Linked DNA regions of Mus musculus: regions 1 and 3 are each linked to region 2. Evidence: chromatin contacts called from public promoter capture Hi-C data. All regions are on one chromosome and are shown on one strand. The core of a region is the stretch at or near the end of the contact, and the rest is flanking DNA. Distances in the headings are between cores, read along the strand shown.

The links. Promoter capture Hi-C pulls out the DNA fragments that hold promoters and counts their contacts.
Region 1: a promoter capture Hi-C map of second pharyngeal arch cranial neural crest shows a contact between it and region 2, with 2.9 times the contacts expected there. The contact joins the enhancer-like site here to the promoter of Casp6 in region 2. A contact is called at or near these places in 7 of 39 promoter capture datasets (the C10 cell line, cranial neural crest, embryonic stem cells and 4 more), 1 of 15 datasets of contacts at CTCF or cohesin (pro-B cells), 6 of 484 Hi-C or Micro-C datasets (cerebral cortex, embryonic stem cells, granulocyte-monocyte progenitors and 2 more), 3 of 115 datasets of contacts at active chromatin or transcription factors (acute myeloid leukemia, astrocytes and embryonic limb bud) and 1 of 9 other capture datasets (embryonic stem cells).
Region 3: a contact with region 2 is called in a promoter capture Hi-C map of liver, with 2.2 times the contacts expected there. The contact joins the promoter of Enpep here to the promoter of Casp6 in region 2. A contact is called at or near these places in 2 of 39 promoter capture datasets (both in liver).

Annotation. Positions count from the first base shown.
Region 1 is chr3:130,587,127-130,589,826 of GRCm38.p6, reverse strand. The region is part of intron 35 of Col25a1 (collagen, type XXV, alpha 1); the gene reads right to left. Among named protein-coding and RNA genes, the nearest start is that of Etnppl, 29 kb to the left of the region's middle. Within about 2 kb of position 1,391, at least 7 of the 459 cell types and tissues checked have an H3K27ac peak or open chromatin away from gene starts, as enhancers often do.
Region 2 is chr3:129,900,100-129,902,799 of GRCm38.p6, reverse strand. It overlaps Casp6 (caspase 6), which reads right to left and starts at 1,385. Exons shown (of 7, transcript NM_009811.4): 1 at 1,294-1,385. It overlaps Gm46825 (a long non-coding RNA gene), which reads left to right and starts at 1,369. Exons shown (of 3, transcript XR_001783989.2): 1 at 1,369-1,483; 2 at 2,680-2,700.
Region 3 is chr3:129,331,376-129,334,075 of GRCm38.p6, reverse strand. It overlaps Enpep (glutamyl aminopeptidase), which reads left to right and starts at 1,327. Exons shown (of 20, transcript NM_007934.3): 1 at 1,327-2,214. The coding sequence starts at 1,595.

The sequences.
Region 1 (2,700 bases), core at 142-2,641, 690 kb before region 2:
TCACATTATCATGACAAAGCCTTTGACAGGAAACCATTGGCCTCCTGTTTGGAGGGATATGGGATGCTGTTGGCTCTTCTTCACACCCTACAGTCAGGTTCCTGACAGCCAGCACTGCTTGTAAATTTAGAAACGAGTAGTGTTGAGTGGCTGGCAACAAGATGTCAAGGACACCAGTGTAGCCTCGTACTTCTGAACACCGTCGGAAAGTCTGTGTTAAGTGGCCCTCCCAGGACCTGCTGTTACTGACCCCTCTGGCCTGCTCCTCTCCCATCTTATCCTCATCCCATCACAAGACATCTGGAGACGGTTGCATCAGTTAGACATACCAACGGGCAGGGTGCATCTAATCCAGGAGCGCCCTGTTCTCCTTTCTCCCCTTTAGGCCCCCTTTTGCCTTTCTTTCCCTTTTCCCCCTGTGGATACAAGGGTTTAAATAAAAGACAGGTTTTATTTTGAGGGGGTGTAGAATAAAAATTATCCAAAGTATGGCTTAGCTAGAAATAGTCTGGAGGCATTTACCATTGTTTACTGATGTACATATGACACGATGCTATAAAAAAAATAACTTAAGCTGCCATGCTGACAATGGATTCTGGAAACAGGATAGATTGGTTGGTTGGCTGATTGATTGATTATTTATTTATGACATTCAACAAAAAGAAAGGAGGATACCAAAAGGGCTGATGCATCAGAAAGGCAGACCAGTGCTGACTGTCAAAATATCTGAGTCAACAGTGAATTAGGGATTTGTTCTGTGGACCAGGCAAAGATGGCGGACAAGTTACACTGAAGCCAGTTGGTATCAGGTGGAGCTGGGCTTAGGGTAATGGATGCTCTACCCAATTGTGAGTAATTTTAACTTGCCTTTACCCTCCGTATTCTTTAACACATAATGGCTGTACAGACTCAGAGGGAGAGGCTACAGCTTTGCTCTCTCCCAAGGCTGTCCAGTCGTACTCTATTCTGCAGCTCCCAGTAAAAACATTCCAGTATTAAAACGTGCCTCTATTGTGTTTAACTTTTCCTCTCTGGCAAAAATAAAAGTGAACACTTGACTGATTGAGTTAAACACAGATTTCAGGTGCTAGTACACGGCAGCAATGCCAACTGGAGAAACAGTTGGATAAACCTAGGCGGTCTTCTTCAATCTTTGTTGTTCACAATGGTAAATGAGTTTCCAGCCCACAACGCTGCAGATAGGAAAAGCAGTCTGGGCTCATTAAAATGAGGTAGGCAGGATAATTACGTAGTGGGAATGTAGCCATGGAAATTAGTATTTGGGAATCAAGGTCAAGGTTTGTAGGATGTCGGCATGGGTCCTAGGGATGGAGGAATTTAGGAAAGGAGGCGAAAGGAGAGGAGGGAAGGAATGCACCCCAGCTGGTTCACATTAACGGAGACATCTGCAAACGTATAGACAGGCAGTTGGTGCTGTGCAGAATGCAGAAGACAGTACATAGATACATACGTAGATGAGAGCATTCATCCTGCAATCTGGATGGCAGTTGCAATAAAACCGAACAGTCTGAAGCAAGCAACATGAATATTCAAAGGAAAATAGACAGAACAATGCGCACACCGCATTGAAGTATGAGACACTCATTCAAATTAATACATTCACTCTGACAGCATGGGCCGAAAGCTCCGCCTTGGTCATCTCCTGTGTGCCAAGAACATGGGGGCAGAAGGCTTGGAATCAAAACCACTTGGGCTTCTTGGATACAGGGGATAGAAATTTGGTGTGGTTCACTAGAGCATGGGTGAAGGCAAAGCTGTGACAGGGAGAGGGAAGGAGGAGCAGGTGAGACAGGAAATGGACGATGCCTTTGGAAGCAAGTGCTCACTCATGAAGAATCAGCACCCACTTCAGCGAGCAGCTTCAGTGTCATGACATGAACTGATAGAAACTTTTTACCTGTGCTTTGCCCTTCCTGAAGGCAGCGGAGCCATCTTTGAGTAGGACTAACCAAGACCAGGTGTGTTGGTTAAGTGGCATTCATTGCTTGATTGGCAAATGGACTTCAGACTAACTACTGGAATTACTGTGATAGGCAATGATTTGGGGTTGATATTTCAGCGAACAGCAAGCTTTATGGAAAAGAGCCATTATGAAGAATGATATGTTAATGCTATCACAGAGAAGAACATGTCAACATTATCAATCAACAGCATGTTGTAAAATGAAGTGATAATCTATATTCTTCAAAGTTATGTGTCATCGTGTGTATGAGCAGTTGAAATGTGATAATTATTGTCAGTTTTCATTTCTTATACTGATGAAAGAGATATATACAAAGTGTTTAACCTTTAGAATCTAATTTTCCTAAATATAAAACTTGGAATAATTGTGGAAATATTTTTGTGTGAGTGACTAGCATTTTTCTGAGGGAGGATATGTGAGTAGCTTATGGTTTTATAAGCTACAGTAATGAAAATTTCTCCTCTCCCCTAGACTCTTCATTCTTTTTTCTTTGCTATGCTGGGAGAATGAACTCAGGGCTTTGCACATGCTCAGTAAGAACTCTACACTGAGCCAATACTGGTATAATTTCCAACTTCTTTAAAGATAATAAAACTGAGTACTGCATGATAAATTTTTTTCCTTGTGTAACATTTTAGACCCATACAACCCACTAGGTAAATATATAACAATTAAGCAGATCTTTTAAAAACAATTTGCTGTGTTCAATGGTCTCA
Region 2 (2,700 bases), core at 136-2,635:
CCTTGAACCTGAGACTTTCCGGCCTTGGCCTCTTTTGTAGCAGAGATTAAGATAGCCTATAGGAGGGTTAGAAATGTGTGGTCTCCTCTGTTCTGGTTCTCAAAACTGTACACAGCATTAATCGTCAGTCTTGGCCATGTCTCACTTCTCCTTTACTGTTCGACCCTACAGTAAGCATGGCCTCTGAGCTCCTTAGTTTAATTTGTATAAAATCACTCACCTCTTTTTCTCTTTATGGTACCCTCCAGATAAAGCTATCAGCCACTGTAATTGATTGCATGGGACGGTAGATACTTTATCTTACTACTTCCAAAGCTCAAGAACACAGAACAGGGCCAGTCCTGCCTAAGGTCGGAACCGAAAGCCCGGCACTGGTGGATTACAAAGTCTGTACTACATGTCACCAGGCATTCCACTAAAGGTCACTTTCCAAACTAGTGACCTTCATGAGAATCTACCCATATTCCCTGTCAACCATCTACTTAATAACCTGTAAGAAGTAACTCACCTCCCTAGAACATACTCTGGAAAGGGCACATACACATAGAACTGAACAGGAGAGGAAAGGAATCAAACAAAAGGGTGAGCGGCACGGTGCCCTCCCCCAACCTGGCTTCCCACCCCTCACTACTCATCCCTAAACTGGAGATGACCACTAGACCCTGTGTGTCCAATAGGACCACTCCTGGTAGGACCATGGGGACTTTTACAGTTTTCCTCTGGAATAAGGACAGAAGTTCTGAAATAAAGGCCGTCTCTGATAGACCTTAAAGATTTTTCAGGCTTGACGTCGGTTTTGATAGGCGACAGGAAGCCTGTTCTGAGGGAAGCAAGAACTAGCAGTTTATCACTGTGTGGAGAAAAGTTATTTGGGGCTAACGCGTAGACAGCAACAGGTTTGCTGGCTGCAGAAGACACTGTGGCGGAGGTGCTCGCCCAGGTCTGGCCTTGGTTAGGGGTCTTGAGCCCGGTTACCGCAGGCCTGTGCCCCAAGCCTTGGTCCGCCTCCTCTTCCCACTTTTCAGACAGACGCGAGCAACAAAAACAGGATTCAACTTGCAGAGCCAAGTTCTCCACTACACAGTGCAAGCGCCGCCCTCTAAAGTTTAAACAGCCGGGAAGCAGCGGACGTGAGGACAAAAGCGCTCGGCGGGGTTAGCCTGAGCAAAATACCGCTGCTACGTCCTTCACTGCACAGCGCCGCAAGCCCACTTCTGTCAGTCCTAGCAGTCCCCGGAGGCCACCACCCTTCTCTGCCCCGTGCCCCACGCACGCACGGGTGTCCGCACTTACCTGCCCGCGAGCTCCCACCGGTGTCCTAGCCCTGAGGCCTCCGCTCGTCCACCCGTTTCCTGCCAGCCCCGCCCCGCCTCCTGCCCCGCCCCAGGATCCGCCTCTGCCTCCCCAAGCAACTGGGCCCTTTGTCACCCAGGCAACGCCAGGACGCCACTGCGTCTTCCTCCTGCACAGAGCCTGGCTGTGTGTAAGCATATGTGTATGTGTAAGTGTTGGGGAAGAGGGCACTGCCCGGGGAGCAAGTAGGGCAACTTCACGTCCAGGGTGGTGAACTCAGTGTTGCCGTCCCCGCCCGACAATCGCTCTTCGCCACTTCATCTAGTGCTCAGTTTAGTGTAGAGAGCTTACTCTACAGTCAGAGGGCTTTTTTCCTCATGTTTTTGTTGTTGTTGTTGCTGCTGCTGTTTGGACAGGGCTTTAGACAAAACAAAACGGAGGCAACTCCTGGACTTTCTTCCCACCCCCCAACCCCCTCTCCTCCCTCCTTCCTTCCCTGAGTCTCCTGTAGCTGAGGTCCTGACCTTGATCCTTCAGCCCCCACACTCAGTGCTGTGATAACTGTCTTTGTGCCACTGCACCCAGGACTCTCGCATGCTAGCCTAGCACTCTACCAATTCCTGGATGTTTAAGTCTGGCTTATAAAAGTAGGGGTAGTTTGGCAGTGCATGCATAAATTCTAAGAACGACAGTCTATCTGTAGGTGATGGTGACCATGGCCTTTCCTGTCATATTGTGCCTACTGTGTGCCACCTTGTCATTTAAAAGCAAGCAACTATAGATGATAAAAATTATGTTAAGGTGTTACCAGCTGACTGAGGAGTCTTTTATTACACTACTTAATCATGCGTATATGTGTAGGAAGTGTGTGTGTGTGCATGTGTGTAGGAAGTGTGTGTGTGTGCATGTGTGTACATAAGGGAGGTTCTTTAACAGGGCAGGGCGGGCTCACACATGCGTAGTCTCATGCCTGCTGCAGCAGGCTTTGGGCATCTGCAGGTATCTTTGCACAGCCTTTGGCCTTCACTAGTCTCAATGTCACCATTTCTATTAAAATAAGACAGTGGAAGTCTTGCTGTGTCTTGCTTACTGAATAAACCTTTTTCCTTGCCCCGAAAACATGTCCGAAATTAATTGGGCCCCTCTTGATGGCAAGTAAAGAGGGTTAGGCTTAGTAATATTCAATTGTCTTAATAATGATTTTCTCTGTCATTACGACATGGCATTTCAAGCTTTCCCTCCAGTGGTGGTGACCAGTTAAACCTGCACTCAGAACCGTGCCTTTCATGGGGGAAGCTCAGGGAAAATGGCTGGGAGTTGCTCTCCGTTCTCTTGTTTGGGGAAACAGTGTGGTCTATTTTTATTTTTATTTTTTTACTTATTTAGGTCTCATCATCCCCAGCCCAG
Region 3 (2,700 bases), core at 78-2,577, 570 kb after region 2:
TTAACTCGCCAAGTGGGCTAGGCTGAGGAGTTGGTGAGCTTCAATGATCCCGTTGCCTACACCTCTCCAACACTGGCATTCCGAGTTTTATACCATTATACTTGGGCTTGTTTGTTTGTTCGTTTGTTTGTTTTTTTTTTTTTAATGTGGGTACTAGTAACCAAACTCAGGCCTTCGTGCCTGCTGCAAGGCACAAACTTACTAAGCCATCTCCCCAGACAGAGATTTTAATGTTATCTTACCTAGACCATGGGAATTGCTCTTTGGAAAATGCTAAGCCTTTAATAATCATTTAATCTTGAATATTCCTTCTCTTTATATAAGAAAATCTGTGCAGTGCAGTAACTACATGGCCCTTCAACTCAGACACCAATTCTGCTACTGCCAGCTGCGTGTCCTTCACCATCTCTATAACAGGCAGCCAAATAGAATCAATTGCATGGGATTGTGGGAAAAAATTTGTATGCTAGTTTCTATAAAGTACCTTATAGAAAATACTATATATAATTCTCAAAACCTCCATAGCTACATTACGTTTGCATTGCCATTGTCAGCAATGGCTAGTGTTTGCAACTTGGCTACTCATAAGAAGTTGTAATCCTCTATGCATACCTTCACTCCCTACCAATGACATCATTGCTAATGGCTCTCTGGTAGGGCCAGCCATTACAGCTGCTATCTGCTCCAAAGCTGACATACTATTCCTAAGTTTGCAGAGCATACTCTCGTTTTGGGACAAACTCTCAGACTTTCCAAAGTTCCCCCTCCCCCCCTCACTCTCCTTCCCCTTTTTCGGCTTTCCTGACCTGGCCAGTTGCTTCGCATTTCCCCTTCTGCCTTCCATCTACCTGCCTTGGACTACCTGGTCCTGTAACTCTGTCACTGACTGACTAAATGATCCTTAAACTTAGAAACTCCTCCAAGTATCGAACTCTAAGATATGATTTCCGCAGAGGGCAGAAATGGAATGTTTACATAATTTGAAGGAAAAGAGGAGGAGAAAAAAAAAAAAAAAACAACAAAAAAATCACGCTTAGCTTCTTTGGCAAGCAACCTAATAAAATAGTGAAATTTAAGAAGCCCTTTGGCTGAGAGAGCCCGGCTGCTCACACAGCAAGAAGAAGCCCTAGATCTGATGGCAAAGGTTGCGTTTTCTATCGTAAGCACACCTCTTTGCCAAGTGATTTCTCTGAAGCTGACAGAGGTTTGGCAACATCTCCACCTCTCCCAACCCCCACCCCTTTGCTGTATTGGCCGATAAGCTCAAGCCCTGTTTTATATTTAACTCGCTCCAGTTCAGAAGGGGCAGGCCTGGGGAGACGCTGTTTATATAGCGCTGAGCCAACATTCTCATCAGTCCTCCTCCTTCAAGTCAGCTTCTCTTCTGCGTCTCCATCCTACTCCTTGGTCTCCGCATTCATCCTGGAGTGGCCGGTGGGGACGAGCAGGACCGGGAAGAGGGAGAGGTGTGGGAAAGCGAAGCCAAGCTGCCAGGGATCGGACGCCTTCCAATTGAAAAGGGAAGTCAGCTGACAAGGAAAGTTAGTTAAATTTAACATCCTTTCATGTGTAACATCTGACTTCGGGGGAGAAAATGAACTTTGCAGAGGAAGAGCCCTCCAAGAAATACTGCATTAAAGGCAAACACGTGGCCATCATCTGTGGAGTAGTGGTGGCAGTTGGATTAATAGTGGGACTTTCTGTGGGTTTGACCAGGTCGTGTGAGCAGGACACAACCCCAGCTCCTTCCCAACCTCCTCCGGAAGCCAGCACTGCCCTCCCTCCTCAGGACCAGAATGTCTGCCCTGACAGTGAAGATGAAAGCGGAGAATGGAAAAACTTCAGGCTGCCTGACTTCATCAATCCAGTTCACTACGACCTGGAGGTGAAGGCCCTGATGGAGGAAGACAGGTACACGGGAATAGTGACCATCTCTGTCAACTTGAGCAAACCCACTCGTGACCTATGGCTCCACATCAGGGAGACCAAGATCACCAAGCTGCCGGAGCTAAGGAGGCCCTCTGGGGAGCAGGTACCAATTCGACGGTGCTTCGAGTATAAGAAGCAGGAGTACGTGGTGATCCAGGCTGCAGAAGACCTTGCGGCCACCAGTGGGGACAGTGTCTATCGGCTGACCATGGAGTTTAAAGGCTGGCTGAACGGTTCCCTTGTGGGTTTTTACAAAACCACCTACATGGAGGACGGGCAAATCAGGTATGTGCTGTGTGGTGCTGTGTGTGTTACTGTGTGTAGTGCAGAGCTGTGTTATGCTGTGTGTGGTGGGACGAGGTGTGATACAGTGTGGTGCTGTGCTGTGTTGTGTTGTGTTGTGTTGTGTTGTGTTGTGTTGTTTTGTTCTGTGTGCGGTGCGGTGCGGTGCTGAGCTGTATGTGCTACTATGTGCAGTGTGGTGCTGTGTTATGCTGTGTGTGGTGGGACGAGGTGTGATGCAGTGTGGTGCTGTGCTGTGTTGTTCTGTGTGCGGTGCAATACAGTGCTGTGTGGTGCTTCCTCTGAACCCAGTTTCTGCAGTGTTTATTTTTGCCTTTTCTCTTTGCTTCCCATCTCTTGTGTTTTGTGGGTCTGATCCCTATCTGCCCTTGCTTTCAATTCTGCTTGTTCATCTGAGAAGTAAGATGTTTTGCCTTCTTGTAATTTGAAAATGTATCACCAACTCGAAGTTGTAAATACAATGCCAGT